2 separate regions of the Mus musculus genome follow, and region 1 is linked to region 2. Evidence: chromatin contacts called from public HiChIP or PLAC-seq data. All regions are on one chromosome and are shown on one strand. Each heading gives the region's core, a stretch centred on a gene start, on an enhancer-like site or on the middle of the called end of the contact. The rest is flanking DNA. Distances are from core to core; before and after follow the strand shown. Region 1 has its middle 43 kb from the start of Dgkh. Region 2 holds the start of Dgkh (diacylglycerol kinase, eta).

Region 1 (2,700 bases), core at 126-2,625, 43 kb before region 2:
CCCCCCCCCCAAGAAGGTCTTTTATTTACATTCAGGAAATTCAGCTAGCCAGGGATCCTAGCTGCAAATGGCTCCCTTTGAAAGAGATCTGGGTAGTGGCTGATGGACCGTTCCCAGTCAATTTCACTGAGGCTCCGGCTATCTCTAGAGAAGGATTTTCACACAAATTGAATGTTTTAAAAACTTAAGAGCCAGCTATATTTGGATCTGTGAGCTATGAACAGCAGGGAGCCTGCAGGACTCTAAACCTATTGCCTCTGTTTTCCTGAACTCCGTGAGCTCTGTCTTTAGACGCTGCCTCAACTCCTCCCGTGGAAGAACACTTGCCTCCACCGCAGGTAGCCTCCGGCTTTTTCTGACTTCACCCACAGATGTCACCCAGAAATGACGCCTAACACTCTCAGCTCAATTTGCATCGCCACACAAAAGGGTCTCTCCTAGGAAACCTTTTCTGCACTTCTGAAGCATAATGCATTTCAAAGAAATGTGTTCTTTTTGAGATAATAACTGCAGTTAACTCCCCCACTAGTCTCGCTGAAGTATTTGACAATTAATCCAGCTTACCATTGGCTTGAAATGATTTGACAACCGTTTAACTCTTTTGGGAAATGCCTTTCTTCAGCTTACTAGTTAAGCATTTCCCCTCCTTTACAATGTATCCTGTTCACTGAAATTTCATTTCTATTGCCTTCTCTCTTGTCCCCTGAAATACCGATTTATTTCCTGTTGTGTGCATTTGTATATATTAAAGACATGTGGAATCATTGCTCTATAGGGCTACATACCCCCAAAATTTGTATGTTGAAGACCCAACCTCTAAATATTTCATAATGTGACTGTGTTTGGAGACGGGGGTCCTTTAAAGAGGAAGAGTATGTCAGAATGGGGTGTGAAGGCTGGGGCTTAGTTCAGTATGTTGGCTAGCCCAACGCATACAGGAGATTTAGACATACAAAGAAGCACACTCAGAGAGGAAAGGCCTTGTGGAACCAGGAGAAGGTTACCATCTGCAAGTCACAGACCTGGAGAAAACCTAATTCTGTTTATATCTTCAAGTATTTGAGGAGATGAAAGTCGGTTATGCCTGTGGCATTCCTGAAGGATAAAGGGAAACATCTCTTTCCGTTCTACCCCTTCTAAGGGTTTGGTTCAGCCTTGCATTCTTTGTGAGGGATCCTCCCACCCACGCCAGCGTCCTAGGCTCCTGCAAACCTCAAACGTTGACCGCAGCGTGCTAGGAGCCCATCCTGCTGCCGGAAGCAGCATGGCGGAGCTCGGGAGGCCACTGCTCGCAGAGCATGGTTACAGTGAGCTAAGAGTGAATGGACTTCGGCAACCCGAGTGTACAGGCAGCAACTCTGCTTTGGTTCACCACCCACACCTGCTTCCTTGCTAAACCCAGACCCCCTGTGGCCAGCCCATCCCTCCACTGTTCCCTTCGCCCTCCTAATCCACTCGGCCTTACCTGCTACCTTGCCTGTTTCCTGCCTGTACTTTTTGTAATTATCAGCAGAAAGTAGTCATTTCATGAACACTGGAAGGGTAAAATAAACTATGGGCTAATCACCTACCTGCCACCAACCTGACATTTTTTATTTGGCGAGATTAAATTATACTTAACACTAAGCCTGCCTTTTAAAAGAGGGAACAAGCCACCCAGGGCAGTTTAGAAGTCCCAGGTGTCTCCACAATCCTTTGTGTTCTGTTTCCTACCAAGGTTCCACACTCAGTCTCAGCAGCATAGTGACGATTTAAATTAAATATTTGCATAGCCCCTCCCCCTCCCTAGCTTTCCGGATGGATTGTAAACAACCTGGACACCCAAAAGCTCTTGGAGCTCCGCCCTCAGCAACTCCCTGCAGTCCTCCAGTCCCCCAGACTCACCCTGTGCCATGGTGTGCTCCACTTAGGCCATCATCTTAGAATTAATTTCCCCCAGTTAGCTATCTGAACCTTGCTCAAACGACGATTTTTATCTCCATCCACCCTTGTATTCGTCAGGGTTCTCTACAGGAACAGAAATGATAGAACAAGTATACATATGTAGTGGCTGTCCATCAATGGAAAGTCCAAGAAAACAGTAATTGTTCCATCCGCGAGGCTGGATGTCTCCGCTGGTCTTCAGTATATGCCAGGGTCCCCCCCCCTAAAAAGTGGGTACTAATGCCAGCAAAGGAATGAACTTGGTAGTGAAAACAGGCAAAGAGCAAAAGTTTTCCTTCCATGTCCTTTTTATATAGGCTGCCAGCAGAAAGTGTGGCCCAGAGTAAAGGTGGGAATCCCCAACACAAATGATCTGGGTTAAAGGAGAATCTTCTCGCTTCAAGGAATTTAATTAAGAAAACTCTCTCACAGGTGTGCCCAGATGCTTGGGTTTTAGTTAATTCCAGACATAGTCAAGTTGACCAGCAGCAGCAGCAACAGCCATCACAACCTCTTTTCAGTCCTGCCAATAAGAAGAACAACAATACTAACAGCAGGAGTGGGGATGAAAACACTGTCCTTCTGGTCCCGATTTTAACTGGGTTGTCTGCGTTCACCACTGGAAGAGGAAACACTGTGGGAGCAGTGGCTGAGGGGACACGTTCTGCCGTGCAGACCTGAAATGCTGAAAAACATTTGAAGAACACCAGTCATCCCTTTTGGTCCCTCCTTTTTAAAGCTAATCCCATCCAGGTTGGGGGAAAATGTTTTACTTGA
Region 2 (2,700 bases), core at 117-2,616:
AAAAAAGTAACAATATGCTTGAAAAAGAGAAGTTCGCTTCCGGTCTGGGATAGCTCAGTCGGCAGGTAGAATGCTCACCTAGATGGAATGAAGGGCTGGTTTTGAGTGAGCCCCAGTGTTCAGCTGTGATCCCAGGGCTGAGGTAAACGCAGCATGGTCAGACTGCTCACTCACCCCACTTAAACCTCATTCAAAGTAAATGAAGGACAGGCTATTTAGGCAGCAGGTTGGAGGCCACTGAACAAAGCATAGTCACTAACAAAGAAGACCCAACAGTCCAAGGGCCCATTTAAAGGAGAGATTCAGGAATGCAAATTTAGTCAGTCAAGTTATAGAAAGTGAGGGCTGGAAACCATCCAGTGGCTTAGCTCTCTCCACAATCCTTAGGTGACCTTTATGAGTGTAGCTTCAGCGGAATATTAGCCTCGGAAATTAGTATGACGTGGGAGCATGCTGGATCAAGTAGTGTTTTGATTTTTCGGTTTCAAAACGTGTGAATTCATCTGTCTACCAGACTAAGGGCCAGAAGATGGTGCTGGCAGGAGTCTGAAGTCCACGAGAGAGGAAATGACCCATGCAAATGCAGTCACTGCTCGGTTTGCAACTAGATGGAAACCATCTTCACTGCCAGTAAAGATGATTTCAGGAAAGATGATTTAAAAAATTGCTTGTTGCAATTTTCATTTTCTTTTTCCCGGAGAGCAGCAGGAGAGACAGTTGACATTTGAGCTCTCTCTCGGAACTGCCCCTGTCCCTAATTTGAGCAGAGCGCTCACAGCGGACCACAGACCGGCTCCTTAGCTGGTTTTCTTTCCACGAAATCTTTCAGCCATAGAAAATGAACAAAAGCAGGGCTCCCCAGACAGCCCAGCCAGACATCTCAGCTGCCGGAATAGGTGCTTGGGAGTGGCTCAGGGGTGCGAAGCGCAGCCTCGCTCTGTTGAAGCCAGGTACTGTCCTGGGCAATTGGCTCCAGGTTTAGCTCCCGAGGCGGCCGTCGGGGGCTACAGGCACCCGTGGCGAGGGATGCCAAGGGGAAAGGGTGCCAGGTTCCGCTCGTCCGGCGCAAGCTACTCATCCCCGACATCCCCCGATTCTTCTGGCGATCCGGGCCCCGCGGCGCGGTTGCCTCTTTTAGCCGCACCACTGCCCGGTGCCCGTGACCACCCGGTGGCTGCTTTCGGTTCCGCGCCTTATATGGCCTGGCAGGGGGGTCACGTGCGTCCCGGGCCGCCCGCCGGGAGGGGCCGCTGGGGGAGGGGCGGACGGCGGGAGAAAAGGGGAGGGAGTCGGAGGCGGAGACAGGAGAGAGAGAGGGGCGGATTCTGCGGCCGTGGGAGGCGGCGGCGGCTTGAGGAGCCGAGCGCTCGCCGCCGCGCCGTGGAGCGGGACTCAGGCGGCTGCGGAGGCGGTGGCGGAGGAAGGGACCGGCGCGGGGGCGGGCGAGCGCGGCGGAAGCCAGAGAACGCGGGAGGGCCCGTGGCTGGCCCCGGGCAGGAGCCAGGGCGGCAGCGACAGCGATCCCAGCGAGGGAGGCGCAGGCAGCGGCGGCGGCAGCGACAGCGATCCCAGCGAGGGAGGCGCAGGCAGCGGCGGCGGCAGCGGCGGCGGCAGCGGCAGCGGCAGCGGGGGCCGGTGTCCGTGCGCCCCGGCGGCCAGCGGGCGCGGGCCGGCGCGATGGAGCCTCAGCACGTGCGCCCCGTGCTTGGAGCCCAGAGCCCGGCCTGGGAGGAACCGGTGGGTACCGCGCCCGCGCCCACCCCTCCCGCTTGTCCTTGCTCCCTGCCTCCCCCTCCCGGCCCATGTTCCGTTCAGGAAGCGGTCCGGGATGAGGTCCCCAGCTGCTTCCCAGCCGGGGCAGCGCTTCCTCCGGCGCCCGGGCTCCTCCTTGCTCGCCGCCCGAAGCGCCTTTGTCCGGTCGGCCTCTGGCGACGGTCCTTAGAGGACCGTTTCCGCGCTTCATCCTTTTCCCAACTTTGCACTTCATTCCCGAGTGTGGCGCGGCGGCCCGGGGAGTGGAGGCGACGGGGTTGCGCGGTCAGCGGGTGGCGCCGGGAGGAGACGGGGCTCACCTCTTGACCGCGCCCTGGCAGTCACCTGGGCACGCAGGTTCCCAAGGACCGCCGCCTGTGGAGGCTGGTGGCTGCCAGAAGCCCAGAGCCACGCCTCCGACTCGAGTGGCCGCGGCTGCCCTGAACAGTTCCGAGGGTCAGGGGACCTGGACCGGGATCCAGCCACCGGCTAACTTCGCTTTCGCCTGGATCTCACAGCACACGCCACGCGTAGATTGAGTCACTTTAGGGGCTCAGAGTGTTGCGTGTGAGAAGAGTCGAGGTCTTTGGATTTATTCCCTAAACTCCTTTAACTTATTTCTTGCACCTCAAACTGAGCCGTCTGTTATCCATCCATCCCTTCAGGGATTCCTCCCAGGAATCCCCGTCCTGCGTAGACCCTTGTAATCTTGAGTGGGCAATGAATTTTGGCTCTGCATACCCTATCTACGTATTTCTTAGTCCTTTTTGATTGACGTTGTGAACCGTCTCAAAAGCCTGGTCCAAAATTTCTGGCTTCATCCTTGCTGCGGTGCTGTTCTGATGATGTTTTCCCAGGGACTTCCTGAGTCTGCTCAGGCGGGCCCTCTGCCTGTTGAGAGCTTGTAGGTCAGGTGCCAGGCTTGCTTCTCCTTTTCTTACCCATAGA

The links. HiChIP or PLAC-seq counts read pairs in DNA pulled down with a chosen protein or histone mark.
Region 1: a contact with region 2 is called in an H3K4me3 HiChIP or PLAC-seq map of embryonic stem cells, with 6 times the contacts expected there. The contact joins the enhancer-like site here to the promoter of Dgkh in region 2. A contact is called at or near these places in 3 of 484 Hi-C or Micro-C datasets (cerebral cortex, embryonic stem cells and nephron progenitors), 7 of 115 datasets of contacts at active chromatin or transcription factors (bone marrow-derived dendritic cells, bone marrow-derived macrophages, embryonic forebrain and 1 more) and 2 of 9 other capture datasets (bone marrow-derived macrophages and pancreatic islet).

The regions. Positions count from the first base shown.
Region 1 is chr14:78,774,511-78,777,210 of GRCm38.p6, reverse strand. No RefSeq gene overlaps it. Among named protein-coding and RNA genes, the nearest start is that of Dgkh, 43 kb to the right of the region's middle. Within about 2 kb of position 1,375, at least 15 of the 459 cell types and tissues checked have an H3K27ac peak or open chromatin away from gene starts, as enhancers often do. A contact at or near this core is called in embryonic stem cells, where this site is marked.
Region 2 is chr14:78,731,395-78,734,094 of GRCm38.p6, reverse strand. It overlaps Dgkh (diacylglycerol kinase, eta), which reads left to right and starts at 1,366. Exons shown (of 30, transcript NM_001081336.2): 1 at 1,366-1,737. The coding sequence starts at 1,678.